Linked DNA regions of Mus musculus: regions 2, 3 and 4 are each linked to region 1. The links are chromatin contacts, called in public Micro-C and promoter capture Hi-C maps. All regions are on one chromosome and are shown on one strand. The core of a region is the stretch at or near the end of the contact, and the rest is flanking DNA. Distances in the headings are between cores, read along the strand shown. Region 1 holds the start of Smarcc1 (SWI/SNF related, matrix associated, actin dependent regulator of chromatin, subfamily c, member 1). Region 2 holds the start of Kif9 (kinesin family member 9). Region 3 holds the start of Nme6 (NME/NM23 nucleoside diphosphate kinase 6). Region 4 holds the start of Cdc25a (cell division cycle 25A).

Region 1 (3,291 bases), core at 253-2,752:
CAACATTTATATAAAGGTGAAATTTTACTAGAGGTATTATTGGGGCCAGTGAGGTGGAAACACATGGGTAAAAGCACTTGTCACAAGCATCAAGATCTAAATTCAAGCCGGGTGGCCCATGCCTTTGATCCCAGCACTTGGGAGGCAGAGGCAGGCTGATTTCTGAGTTCGAGGCCAGCCTGGTCTACAAAGTGAGTTCCAGGACAGCCAGGGCTATACAGAGAAACCCTGTCTCTGAAAAAAAAAAAAGTATCTAAGTTCAATTCCTGGACCAGTATGGTGTTCGAGGAGAATTGATTTGCTTAAGTGGACATGAAAACAGGAGTTGTGTGTACCCCTCCAAAGTAAATAGTTGTAATTCTTTTTAAAGTGTCAACAAAGGGTTAATTCACGACTTTTGTAAAACAACTGACTCAGCAGAATTTGCATTCTAAAGTACGGGAAACACACTTTTCCCAAAAAAATTAACATTGCAAAAAATATATATATGATAAAAACTAAGCTCTCGCCAGGTGTGGTGGCGCATGCCTTTAATCCCAGCACTTGGGAGGCAGAGGCAGGAGGATTTCTGAGTTCGAGGCCAGCCTGGTCTACAAAGTGAGTTCCAGGACAGCCAGGGCTACGAAAAACAAAACAAACAAACAAAAAAACCTAACTCTCGCTTGTACTCACATCCTTACACACCACCTAAAGTACAATGAAGTGGAAAACCAACACTTTTAATAGTTCTATATCAATTGTACAATACAAGGTTTAAACCTACATGAATCCACAAGGCCAGTCATCCAAGGTCCCCTACTAATCCACATAGGGTAGCAAGCCCTTAGTTACCTAGACGCTCAACAACTGGTCTCTAAACAAAACTTCAAGATACTTTTATTAGGATGGGCTCTTTGTTCACACACCTAAGGCAGCTAACAAAAGAACAGAAACACACGCTCTGCGACTCTGTCCAGTTCCACCTCTCCTGCACATAAGAGAGAGTGAGATGGGGCTTCCCACGCGAGTACGTGGGCCCCAGAGAGCCAGCAGCTGGGGCCAGGTCGCCGCGTGCCTAGTCGCCCGCGGGGGCGTGGCAAGCGCCGAGCCGGCCTTTGTTGTCCCTCGTGGCGCGCGGAGGGGGGGGGGGAGGGGCGGCCCCAGACATGCGAAGCGGGCAGCCACCATCAGCCCCCGTCGCGTGGCTCCTCGGTCCCCACGGGCGCGCGCGAACCCACCTTCTTGTAGTGCTTGCCCAGCCAGACTCGCACCGAATCTAGCTGGGACACCGTGTCCGGGCTCTCCCAAAACTTGCTGGCCGGGCCCCCGTCCTTCCTCCGGTACACGGCCAGCCCGGAGGCCGCCGCCGCACCCCCTGCACCCACGGCGCCTGCTGCTGCTCCCGGACCGCCACCCGCTGTCGCGGCCATAGTCACCGTCCGTCGTGTCTACCGCCCGGCCTAGCCTGGCCCTCGCGGCGTTTCCCGTTCGCACCCGCGCGCGCGCGCGCAGATGCCACCTCCTCCTCCTCCTCCTAGCCCCGCCCAGCCAACCCTCTTCCGGCGCCGAGGCGCGGCCACGCCCCTTCTGGACCCTAAAGCTGCAACGAACAGGCACTGAGAGCGGGCGTACGCATGCGCAGCACGCCGGTAGTCCCCTACGGACTGAGGCTGCCCGCCTTTTCCTCTGGTCTCTCGGAACTGAGCCTCAGCCTCTGCTGTTGGTAGACACTACGAATGACTCTTCCGGGCCCCGTTTGTCTATTCGTTAGGCGGTCAACAATCTCAAGGAGGTTCTGTATCTCTACTAGAAAAAGCGGTCTAGGGTGTGCAGTGCGAGCCGAGCCCCACCCCACCCCACCCCCCCGCGTACCCGCCCCCGAGCGCTAGTAAGCAATTCCTGCTAGTCCCGGAGGCCGCGTCGGTTTGGGGACCTGCATTAAAGACCTAGTCTTTCTTGGGGCTTCATTAATGTTTCTCGAACCACATCAGATGGTTTCTGCTTAGTCGGCCTAGCTCCAGCTACTTCTGCGACCTGGACATTATCTTCCTTTGTGATTCGCACTCTCTCAAATTCATCACTTTAAAAGTATTCCAGAAAACCAGTCCCTGAGTGAACAAGTGATCACAATTACCCAACGGTTTTTTTTGTAGCTCTCTCTTCAACCTGGTGTTTTTATCATCCGCGTTGGGAACTGGACGCTTTATCTACATTTGAAGGCTATATGAAGGCTGAAAGTTTACATTGTAAACAATGTATTGGCTGTATTGGAAACGTGAACATGATATGTTCACGAAGCTCCAAGTGAGGAGGTGTGATGAGTTTATAGACCTTAAAAAAAAATGGAGATAGCCTAGAAGATGTAGTGTGCACGCCTTTAATCCCATAAGGTAGAAGCAGGAGGTTTTCTGAGTTCCAGGCCTGCCTGATGTACATAGAGCTTGAAAGCCAGGACAACCAGGGCTACAGGAAACCCTCCCTGCCTGAACAAACAAAAGAGACTAGTTGTCTCAGGTTATGTATTTGGCTCAGTTCTTAAAAAGCTTGGCAACCTGAGTTGGAACCCCAGAATTCTCATAAAAGTAGAAGGTGAAATTCTTCACGAAGTTACACCCTGACTGTGTACTGTGGCACACATACATCACCCATACCTAATTCTGGGTGGTAGTAATCCTAGCACTCAGGAGGTCGCTGACTTTTAGGCCAGCTTGTTACCATAGTGAGTTCCAAGACTACATACAGAGACCCTGTCTCAACAACAAAATGGAGCAGGGCAGTGAAATGGCTCAGCGGGTAATGCCAATAGTGACGACCTAAATTCAATTCTGGAACTGGAACAATGGAAGGAGAGAACCAACCAACTAACTTGTCCTCTGACTTCTACAGGCAGCCTGGAATGACATGCTTGTCATGGCACATTCACACCCACAGACATAAGCAACATAAAGTAAATGCATAAATGTAATTTAAAAGTTCTTTTAAAGCCGGGCGTGGTGGCACATGCCTTTAATCCCCAGCACTCCAGAGGCAGAGGCAGGCCAATTTCTGAGTTCGAGGCCAGCCTGGTCTACAGAGTGAGTTCCAGGACAGCCAGGGCTATATAGAGAAACCCTGTCTCGAAAAAAAAAAAAACAAAAAACTTTTAAGGACCTGGAGAGATGGCTTAATGGTTAAGAGCACTGACTGCTCTTCTGAAGGTCCTGGTTTCAAATCCCAGCAGCCACAAGGAGGCTCACAACCACCCTTAATGAGATCTGACGCCCTCTTCTGATGTGTCTGAAGACAGACAGCTACAGTGTATTTACATTTAAT
Region 2 (3,291 bases), core at 587-3,086, 340 kb before region 1:
TTCCGAGTTTACTTTCTGTTACTGAGAACTGAGAACAGAGAGAAGTGGTTTGTTGTTCACGATTAAAAAAAAATAAAGTCTTCCTTGCGAAAGGGTGTCACTGTGTAGCCCAGGTTGGCTTTGAACTCACAATTCTCTTGTCTTAGCTTCCCAAGTATTGGGGTTAGTATCTCCAGATGGGAGCTGTGCTTCTTTTACTCAATACTCAGTTTCTACAGCTCTGGGAAACCTTTCTGAACACAAGCCCCAAGAGTCTTATCTTCCTGCCCAGGAAGGTTCCAGTGCCGTTGAGTATAACATCTAGAAGGAATTACAAAGAATCCAGAGAGTTCTGGAAGCGGGTTCACAGGCCAGCTCAAAGGCTGCTCCAGAGCTTTCCCCCCCGTTTCTGCCCTACAACTTCCAACGCGCGCGTGCACATGCAGCCCCCCCATCCGACCTTTCCAGGGTCCTCCGGATGCTCATGCCGCCGAGCATCCCTGGAGTCATGCGCAGTTGGCAACAAGCCTTTCCGAGGGTCTATACTCCTCTCGGGAGCCCACTAGCCAACAGTGCCGCGGAAGGAAGCACATGCCATTTCGCACTTACTGAGGTACTGCTTGCTACCGTTCTTATGCCGCTTCATTTATGTGGGCTTCAGCTCCCAAGTCAAATTACAAGCTGCTTGAGGATAAGGGTCGTGCCGTTTACCTCTTGTGATGCCCCCCACAAGGTCCAGAACAGCGCCCAGCACACACCAGGTGCTCAAGAAATGGTAGTTGATGGTGATACTCATGGCTGGAAGTCAGAGGGTGACTGAATCTCCATAGGTGGGTCCACCATCTTCAGCCACTACTGAGAGAGTGCCAAGGTATGTGATATGTCACTCCCCTCCCACACTACTCTAATCCCTGAACTTGCAGCGTTCTGGGGAGGATACTTCATTTCCCAGTACAAGAAGCCATGCTCAGTCTCAAGATACCCTCCCATTAGGTAGTGTTTTTTCCCCCTCAGGATGGAATACTCCCAGAAATCTGAACACAGTCCTTACATACTTCACATAATAAAGTGACTCTGACGAGCCACCAGGAGACCTCTGTGCTGAGAGAGTCAGTGTTTCTCCATTTGTTTTGGGCTTGGGAATGAGCAGGATATACATTAACACCCACGAAGGCTTGACAAGAAGTCAATGGGATTACTCATAGGCACTAGGCGTTCATACCTACCATGCTCTTACCTCGATCAGGGATAAAGACTAAGAAACAAACACCCTTTAAACCCACAACACTGGGTCCTACTGCATCTCAGCATGAGATGAACCCAAAGTTTGCACCCAGGCAAAACTGGCCACTCTCCTATTTCTCACCCAGTGTGTGGAATGCTTTTCTAAAATGTGTGTGACAGATTGCCTTGGTCCCATTCCTGTGCCCCTCTAGAGGGTTTTCCTCTTCGGTAGTTAGAAGGCTCTAAGTGATGACACCGTGTCTTAATGATCTCTGACACTCAAACTCACGCCCTCTCCGTCTAAGGCAAGTCGTGGGACCTCAGTGGAGACTCGTGGGACTAAGGAACATCAGAAACTCCTAGCTCCCCTAAGCTGCGACCAGGTTGAAAGGAGCATCTCCAGGGGTGTCTCCGATTTTTTTTTTTTTTTCACAAATAAAAGAACCAAAGGAGTTAGGAACCCAGCCACTGACAGCAGCTGGGAGGATATCCCCACCAGGTTTCCCTTTTACCTAACGCCACCGGCTCGTGACCACTGCTCACCTCGCGGGGCAGTGGCGCTCGGGTAGAGCGACCGCTAGAACTGCAGCAACTTGAGGGAGCTCTGTTCGCAACCAGGACAGCTAGCCGACTGGCTGTGTACACAGTCGCCATGGCAACAGGAAGCCTGCAGGGATTACGGAAGTAGTGTAGGGTGGTGGCGGAATTTAAGCCCACATTTCTCCGTTAAAGATACAGGGAAAGTCAGAGCTGAACAAAGAAGACAGAGATGGAGTCAATTAACCTGGAAGGCTTAGAGTAGCTGTATATGCGAAGCCTGAGTTTGAGTTACGGGGGGAAAAAGGCTATGTATAAACCAGGAAGCGGGGCAGCGAGACTTCCGGTGTCGAGGACTTTGTGGGTACGGTGGCCGCGCAGGCCAGTGAGATTCCGGCTTCGCGTTCTGGGCAGCCTTCAGCGTGAGCCCTTGCCCCGCCCTGGTTAGTGTGAAGCCTGCTGGCCAGGCCTGCGCAGTTGCGGCGGCCGGGGAAGATGGTGGAGGACGGCGCGGAGGAGCTGGAGGACTTGGTGCATTTCTCCGTGTCGGAGTTGCCTAGTCGCGGCTACGGCGTCATGGAGGAGATCCGGCGGCAGGGCAAGCTATGCGACGTGACGCTAAAGGTACCATGGTCTGGGCGGTGGCTGGCTGAGGGGAAAGGGACTGAGCGGGAAGAAAAGGGTGGTGGACAGGGGAAGAGTGGTCCAGCCGACTGTGGGTGGAGAAAGGTTAGAGGGGAACAGAGTAGTAGAGAGCGGTGCCAAGCGCAGAGGGGGAAATGAGGCCAAGTTGGGAGAGTAAAGGGGACAGCCGTTCAGCCATTGGAAGGAAAGATTGAGAGGTGTGCCTCTGACGCCCTAAGAGCAGGAGACATTGGGGTATCCGCCTCCTTTTCTGTCATACAGAAAAGAGAAAATGTTCTTACAGGCAGACCATGGAGGAAGGGGCGGTGGCTGACTCCACATTCCGATGGGTACCACTAAGACATCCTATCTTGTCCTAAAGTCATTTCTTTGGGCTCCTTGAAGTTGGCTGTGCTGTTGTAAATGCTAAGCCTTCTCTTCAGGAGTCATTGCTTGCCCTTGGCGCTTTTAGAATCGGATCTGGAAATCTTTTGATGTGGGCTACTCTCTTCCATGCTGGAAAACAATCTACTGTCACCACCTTAAAAGGTCCTGGAGGCCAGGCTAAAGGACTGTTTGGGGAGAGGGATATTTTTGCCACCTGTTCCCATCCAGCATTCTGGTCTGGTGTCAAGGGCCAGTGCCCCCTGTGCTTTGAGTCGTGCAGGGCTGCACCTTGGTGCCCTGCTGAGCCAGGTAGATCCCTCCAGGTGGGGATACTGCCTGCCTGTGGTTTTTCCTGTTGGACCTTGCCTGGAAGGCTCTTACTGTCTCGGTGTGACACTCCCTCTTCCTGTTTCAAAACAACAGAAAGACACAGACACCTCTTAGACTTTATCTTCTACTGAGTTAAGGAAGCATTGCTTCTCCATGTATTCGAGTCAGACTGGTAGGAATGAATAGGGTGGCTCCTGGGCAGTGGTGGAG
Region 3 (3,291 bases), core at 427-2,926, 300 kb after region 1:
GGCCACACACCACTTCTTATCTACCATTATATGTCATGCATATGTATTTATCATTTCTATCTGTCTACAAATACAGAGAAGGTGTCCAGGGCCACACACTGGGCACAATCAGGTAACATTCTCATTATTTTTAGCCTGAATATAGCTTAGCAGCCATGGTAGTTGTACCAGGGTTAAGAGCAAAACAAAGAAACTATGCTAATGTTTCTTCTGCTCAAATCTTCTTTACAGCTTACACTGGATGTTCCATTTTAACTATGGAGCCAAGCCTCACCTAACCAGTACGGGAACAGCACACCCATTTAACCTAATAATATTCTAGATGGTCACATGGCACAGTGGCCATGGGGATGTCCTTGAGACTCCCAGTTCCTCACTCTCCACACTATTACCAAGTTCTGAGAATCTCACCTCTACAAATTTGTAAGGACAAAAACGTCCATACAAGTTGGGCAGTGGTGGAGCACGCCTTTAATCCCAGCACTTGGGAGGCAGAGGCAGGTGGACTTCTAAGTTCGAGGCCAGCCTGGTCTACAGAGTGAGTTCCAGGACAGCCAGGGCTACACAGAGAAACCCTGTCTCGAAAAACCAAAACCAGAAAAAAAAAGTCCATACAAATCTTTTCCTTATAATTACCATTACCCCTTTGTCTTGGACTTCTGTGACACCCTCTGTGATGGTGTCTAAACTTTACTCTCGCCACTCTGCAAATCTGTGCTAAAGAACATTACAGCTACTGGAATGAAAGCTAATCATATAGACTCCTCTTTAACCCTCCAAAGGATATTCTGATTTTTGAAGACAAAGGTCCTCACACAGACTCTGGGACGTTAACCTGCCCTTTTTGGCACTTCTGTCCCTGGGCACTCCTCTGGGTTCATGTGGTGCACCTTACTTCTTCTGCTCCAGTGTCATAGGTGTTTTCAGTCCCATGCCTTTCTGGCCTGACTATCTTCGTGTAAGGACGTGTTCCCATCCTCTCCCCCCAGCCCCCAAGTTCCACTCCCTGCTTATCTCCCACTTGCCCATTTGCACTCGGCTCACGTCTGCAGTCATACTTTCTCAATGCTTCCTTCGGTTACATAGTCCACATAAAGGACAGCTTCATGAAAGCACAAGTCCGCTTTGCTCACCATCTTCACCTCAGTCCCTCCGCAGGGTGCCTAGTACATACCTGGATTTCCACAGATCTTAGCTGGATGAATCAGTGCATGAACCTGATCTAGCCATTCCAAGGCCAGGCTGCTAAGGGGTCTCCTGGGAGGACCGGCGATCTGTAGAGAGGGTGTGGTTCCAGTTAGGTTAGGGCTGTCTTAGTTATTGGTTTACAAGAAAGTGCTGCCAAGCAAAGAAACTGGCTTGACTTTGTCAACCGATCAGACATTTACACGTTTTACAAGTTGCCTGGCCAACTGAGGAAGCCACTACTTTAGCGCCCACGCTAGTCACGTGGTCGCTGGCCCGTCAACTCCACTTCTGCAGCCACACCTCCTACTCGTCTCCCTCCCTCCCCAGCCGCCCCCTAAGTCTTGGCTCCCAACCCTCCTATTGCCCTCGTATTCTAGGACACAACCGAACAACCTGGGCTTCTCTACTACAGGCCGAAGCCCACACCAGACTCAGTTATTCGGTCTCCAAAGCGAGCCCGGGTTCTGGGTTCACCTGGTACTCCCGCCAATCCTCCTGGTCACCAGGCACTGAGCAAGATAGCCCACGGGTCCTTTGGGGTCCTTCAGGCACGCGGCAGGGCAGCCCTCCGGATCCTGCAGTCTGGCGCTGCACGCCTGGTGGGCTAGAGAGATCTGTTGCGGCGCCGGCAGCTTGTTTACACAGCGTATCTTCCTCAGGAAAGTCCATTTCTTTATTTTTTTTAAAGGCTTTAATTTAAAAATTTTTTACGTGTAAGCGTATTCTGCCTGCGCATGTATGTTTCACGTGCGTTCCTTGTGCCTATGAAACCAGGAGAGGGCGCTGGATCCTCTGGAACCTGATGGCTGTGAGCTTAGACCTGGGTATTGGGAATATAACCCAGGTTCCCATGAAGAGCAGTCTGTGCCGTACCCTTAACCACTGAGCTATCTCTCTAGTGTGAAAATCCATTTATTATGATGTTTTGCCTGTAGGTATGTCTGGGTACAGCACCAGGGTGACTGGTGCCAGTAGAGGCCAGAAAGGGCTGTCAGCTGGAACTGAAGTTACAGATGTTTTGAACCATTGTGTGGGTTCTGGTATCGAACCCACCTTCTCTGCAAGATCAGTGAGTGCTCTTAAACACTGAGCCATCTCTCCAGTCTGAAAGTTCATTTTTTGTCTGTCTGCCTGTCCTGCTGGTGAAGGCATGAGTTCATTTCTGCTTTCACGGGATGAGAATAACCTTACTATATACCTGCAGTCAGGCATCTTGTTTTAATTTTACTTCCCAGGCCGGCCATGCCCAAGTTTACTTACTTTCTTTTTTTTTTTTTTTTTAATAATATTATTATTTATTTTATGTATATGGGTGCACTGTAGCTGTACAGATGGTTGTGAGCCTTCATGTGGTTGTTGGGAACTGAATTTTTAGGACCTTTGCTCACTCTGATCAGCCCCACTTGCTCTGGTCCACTTCGCTCGCTCAGGTACACTGTAGCTGTCTTCAGACGTACCAGAAGAGGGTGTCAGATCTCATTACGGATGGTTGTGAGCCACCATGTGGTTGCTGGGATTTGAACTCAGGACCTTTGGAAGAGCAGTCAGTGCTCTTACCCACTGAGCCATCTCACCAGCCCCCCAAGTTTACTTTCTATAGTTCATCCTCATTAACATACCTCTGGAGTATAAGAGACCTCCCATGAGCTCAGTTTTCCTTCTGCCTATGTGGCTTCTGCATGCACATACAACACACACAGTGGAAGACTGGTTGCATAGTTTACATGTGTTTCAACCATTCTCAACAACAAGCCAGCATAATCAAAGGGCAGATGTAAAGGAGGATGTAGAGGTTTATTTGGAACTGTTGTTAAGAACTAACGAAGAGGCTCTCTGCTCCTCCCTGTTCCAGAGACAGCTGCATCTTCTTGGGCAGTGCCAGCCTCATCCGGTAGACAAAATGGTGAAGGTTTGTGTGAACGGATTTAGCTATATTGGGCGCCTGGTCACCACGGCTGCCTTCTGCTCTCCACATGGCAAAGTAGAGGTTGTTGCCATCAACAACCCCTTCATTGACCTCAACTACATGGTCTACATGTTCCAGCCTGACTCCACCCACGGCAAATTCAACGGCACAGTCAAGGCCGAGAATGGGAAGCTTGT
Region 4 (3,291 bases), core at 451-2,950, 260 kb after region 1:
ACACGAGCACATACATAGACACACATGAACAGTAATGGCAATACCTGAATCGGTCGATTCTGAGGAGCCCATTCTCTGTAGACTGCTGTTATTTCTCACTTCCATTTTCTCACAGTCACTGAAACCAAGAGAGGCACCTCCACATGAGCAATTTCTAGCACATGATTAAAAAAAAGGTGACATACAGGCCACGAAGTAGCCAGGCTGCCACAAACCATCTTTGAGAGACCAAGCCAAGGACACCCCACTTGGCCACCCAGAATACCCCAGTTGGCATTTAAACAAAGAAAGGAGTGAGTGGTTTGGCCTTGGGCCACATTGTCAGACAGGCCTGTGGCAAGGGCTGGGTTTCCTTAAAGGAGAGCCTCAGTCTGAGGTTCTGAGTGAGCCAGGAGTAAGGGCAAAGGTGACTAGGCCAGGAGTCCCAGCTTTTCAGGGTTTGCAAAAGTTGTAAGACAAGTTTAGGAGGCGAAATACCCAACATCGAAGGAAAAGCAACTTCACTAAAAATAGTGTTAAGCATTTTTGTTAGTGATAGTGGTGTAGGACTACAAAGTCCTCGAAGATTTCCAATATGGAAAAGTTAGGTAAAAAGTGATAGCTTAAAAAAGGTAGTAGATGGGTAGATACAAGAAACGTGCCGGCCAGGTGGCTGCATAGATTTTACACAAATGCAAGAAAAGAAAATGCCACGTCCCTTTGTTGAGAAGGAACAAAGCTTACAGGAAACTAAGATCCGGCGCGGGTGGTTCAGCAAAGAGGGCCTAGGAGGACCCATTCTCACCCTCCCTCCCAACCCCCATAAGGGTAGATTCCAAAGACTTTTCTGGAATAGAGACAGCGTAGAGAGAAATCTGAAAGGGGTGAACAAGACAGGATGCCCAGCAGGCTTCCTCGATCTCCGCGGTCTGGCTCTTGGCTGAGGATAGCCCTGGACTATCCGAACGGCCTCTCCCGCCCAACATTCCGCCCGGGAGGGAGGGTGCACATGGCGGGCCCTAGCCAGGCCATTCCGGGTCGGAGCATCAGAACCAAGTGGACAGACTCTGTTTCCTGCTGGATCATCCCGAGGGCCGACCAGAGGCCAGCGGCCTGGGGCATCGCTCGCTGGTCTCTCACCTGCCCAGTCCTTCCAGCTGGTCCATGGTGACCGTCAGGTTGGTGACAGGGGACAGTCCGCCAGCAGCTGACGCGCCAAACAGCATCTTCCCCGTGGGCTGCGGCGCAGGCGTGGGGCTGCAAGCGAAGAACAGGCGGCGGCGGTGGGGGGGCTCCGGGCCCAGTTCCATGGCGCCGCCGGGCCTGCCCGGACTCCCGCTCCGTCTTCCTCCGCCTCCGCTGCGCCGGGCCCCGCCCCGCTGGCACCGGCTTCAGCCGCGTGCCACGCCACCAGCGCCCGCGGGTCAAACACAAACACGACCCCGCGGTTCAGAGACGCGGCCGCCACGGGCAGCGGCGCGGACCGGCGAGCGTAGGGGACTCGGCAGGCGCCAGGCACAAGCACCGGTGCTTCCCTCTCTGTCCCGCGAGGCCCGCAGGCGGGCGGGCGCCTGCAACCTCAAGATTAAATCCAAACAAACTCCGTGGAGGAAGAGTCTTGAGACCACCGCTCCGACTAACTCGCCTCACTTTTTTTCTCCCTCCTTGCTCCGTAGCCGGCTCGCAGAGAAGGAACCTTCACTTCCCTCACCACCAAAGTGGCCTTAGCGTTAATTGCTGCACACTCAGGATAGCCGCCGCCCCGCCCCTTTCCTAGTTGGCGCCAAACGGAATTCACCAATCAGGAAGCAAACTTCTCCTCGCTCCCGAATGACAGCTGAGCCGGACCAATGAGAAGGAAAGGAGGAAGCGTCTCGTGGGCCTCCTCGAGGTCACGCCCTCTCTCGGTGGGGGCGAAGCCTGAAGAGTTGGGAGGTGGCTGAAATGAGAAAGGAGTCAATGAAACTTTCTGTGGGGGCGCTAGTCCCTACCGAAAGGCCCCGCTCTTTTTCAGTTGCATGCTGGGTAGTGTAGTTCCTACAGCGTGTGCTACACACCTGTCTGAGCTACTGAGCATAGTGCTGTGCACTTTTTTTTTTTTTTTTTTTTTTTTTTTTTTTTTTTTTAGGAGACAGAGAGACTAGGGAAGGCCATCTGGACCAGGCGTTGGCTCTTCTCTAACTGTGTGGTACAGTACCATGGATCCTGGATCCCTCTTTTCCTTCACAGGACTTCAGGCTCTGATTTTGTCTTTCTTTTTTTCTTTTTCGAGACTGGGTTTCTCTGTGTAGCCCTAGCTGTCCTCGAACCCGCTCTGTAGACCAGTCTGGCCTCGAATTCAGATCGATCTGCCTCTGTCTCTGCCTCTCGAATGCTGAAATTAAAGGCATGTGCCACCATTCCTGCTCCAGACTCTGATTAATTAATTTAATTAATTTTTGAAATAGGGACTTTTTTTTTTAATAGCCCGGGCTGAAACAGGAGTAGTTGAGAGCTATGATCCACAGATAGCAAGCAGAGAGAAGGGGGTGGGGGGAGGTGGGATGGAGAAAGGAAGAGGGAGAGGGAGGGAGGGAGGGAGGGAGGGAGGGAGGAAGAGAGAGAGAGAGAGAGAGAGAGAGAGAGAGAGAGAGAGAGAGAGAGAGAGAGAGACTTTGCCTGGTGTGGGTTTTTAAGAACTCAAAACCCACTCCCATCTACACACCTGTTCCAACAAGGCCACACCTTCTCTAAAATCCCTCCCAAACAGTTGGGGATCAAGCATTCAATCATATGAGCCCATGGGAGCCATTCAAATCACTGTAAAAGTACTAGGCAACATTTAGTGTTTATGTACATGACAGTGTTTCATGTGTGATAACTCTACTAGTGTACTTAATCTTTACAAGTCTTACATCACAAAAATAATTCCAGGAGGGACCAGAGTGAAGGGAAGGTAGTTACTTTATTCACTATTTAGATGAATAACCATTATATCACAAGACATGGTTATGGGCTTCTTAAGTATCTTCACTATGGCCATATTTGTGATTCCATATATTTTTCTTTTGAGACAGGGTCCCGTGCAGTCAGGCTGGCTTTGGACTCTCTATAGTCAAGGATGGCCTTGAATTTGATCTCCCAGTTCACCACTGAACTTAGTTTTGTGCTTGTTAGGTAAACACTTCTAAGTAAGCTACATCCCACCCTACCCCCATTGAGCTTCCCCAGTTACATTGCTCAAAGGATGTAATTTGAGCTGGGGAAGGTGAGAAATACCTGCAACTACAGAATGTGGGAGTTGGAAGCAGAAATTTAAAGTCACCTTCAGCT

Evidence for each region. Promoter capture Hi-C pulls out the DNA fragments that hold promoters and counts their contacts. A called contact is a pair of places that touch in the nucleus more often than the background predicts.
Region 2: a contact with region 1 is called in a promoter capture Hi-C map of erythroid cells, with 5 times the contacts expected there. The contact joins the promoter of Kif9 here to the promoter of Smarcc1 in region 1. A contact is called at or near these places in 1 of 39 promoter capture datasets (erythroid cells) and 3 of 115 datasets of contacts at active chromatin or transcription factors (effector CD8 T cells, memory CD8 T cells and pancreatic cancer cells).
Region 3: a contact with region 1 is called in a promoter capture Hi-C map of erythroid cells, with 3 times the contacts expected there. The contact joins the promoter of Nme6 here to the promoter of Smarcc1 in region 1. A contact is called at or near these places in 2 of 39 promoter capture datasets (erythroid cells and stem cell-derived epiblast-like cells).
Region 4: a contact with region 1 is called in a Micro-C map of embryonic stem cells, with 4 times the contacts expected there. The contact joins the promoter of Cdc25a here to the promoter of Smarcc1 in region 1. A contact is called at or near these places in 17 of 39 promoter capture datasets (the 3T3-L1 cell line, the C10 cell line, the HPC-7 cell line and 11 more), 3 of 484 Hi-C or Micro-C datasets (embryonic stem cells and regulatory T cells), 8 of 115 datasets of contacts at active chromatin or transcription factors (embryonic stem cells, epiblast stem cells, extraembryonic endoderm stem cells and 3 more) and 4 of 9 other capture datasets (adipose tissue, embryonic stem cells, liver and 1 more).

The regions. Positions count from the first base shown.
Region 1 is chr9:110,130,235-110,133,525 of GRCm38.p6, reverse strand. Smarcc1 (SWI/SNF related, matrix associated, actin dependent regulator of chromatin, subfamily c, member 1) reads right to left here and starts at 1,502. Exons shown (of 28, transcript NM_009211.2): 1 at 1,218-1,502. The coding sequence starts at 1,409.
Region 2 is chr9:110,475,539-110,478,829 of GRCm38.p6, reverse strand. Kif9 (kinesin family member 9) reads right to left here and starts at 1,836. Exons shown (of 21, transcript NM_001163569.1): 1 at 1,716-1,836. Klhl18 (kelch-like 18) reads left to right here and starts at 2,136. Exons shown (of 10, transcript NM_177771.5): 1 at 2,136-2,364. The coding sequence starts at 2,236.
Region 3 is chr9:109,831,179-109,834,469 of GRCm38.p6, reverse strand. It overlaps Nme6 (NME/NM23 nucleoside diphosphate kinase 6), which reads right to left and starts at 1,676. Exons shown (of 7, transcript NM_018757.1): 1 at 1,663-1,676; 2 at 1,175-1,274. It also overlaps the pseudogene 3000002C10Rik.
Region 4 is chr9:109,873,988-109,877,278 of GRCm38.p6, reverse strand. Cdc25a (cell division cycle 25A) reads right to left here and starts at 1,700. Exons shown (of 15, transcript NM_007658.3): 1 at 1,120-1,700; 2 at 45-118. The coding sequence starts at 1,289.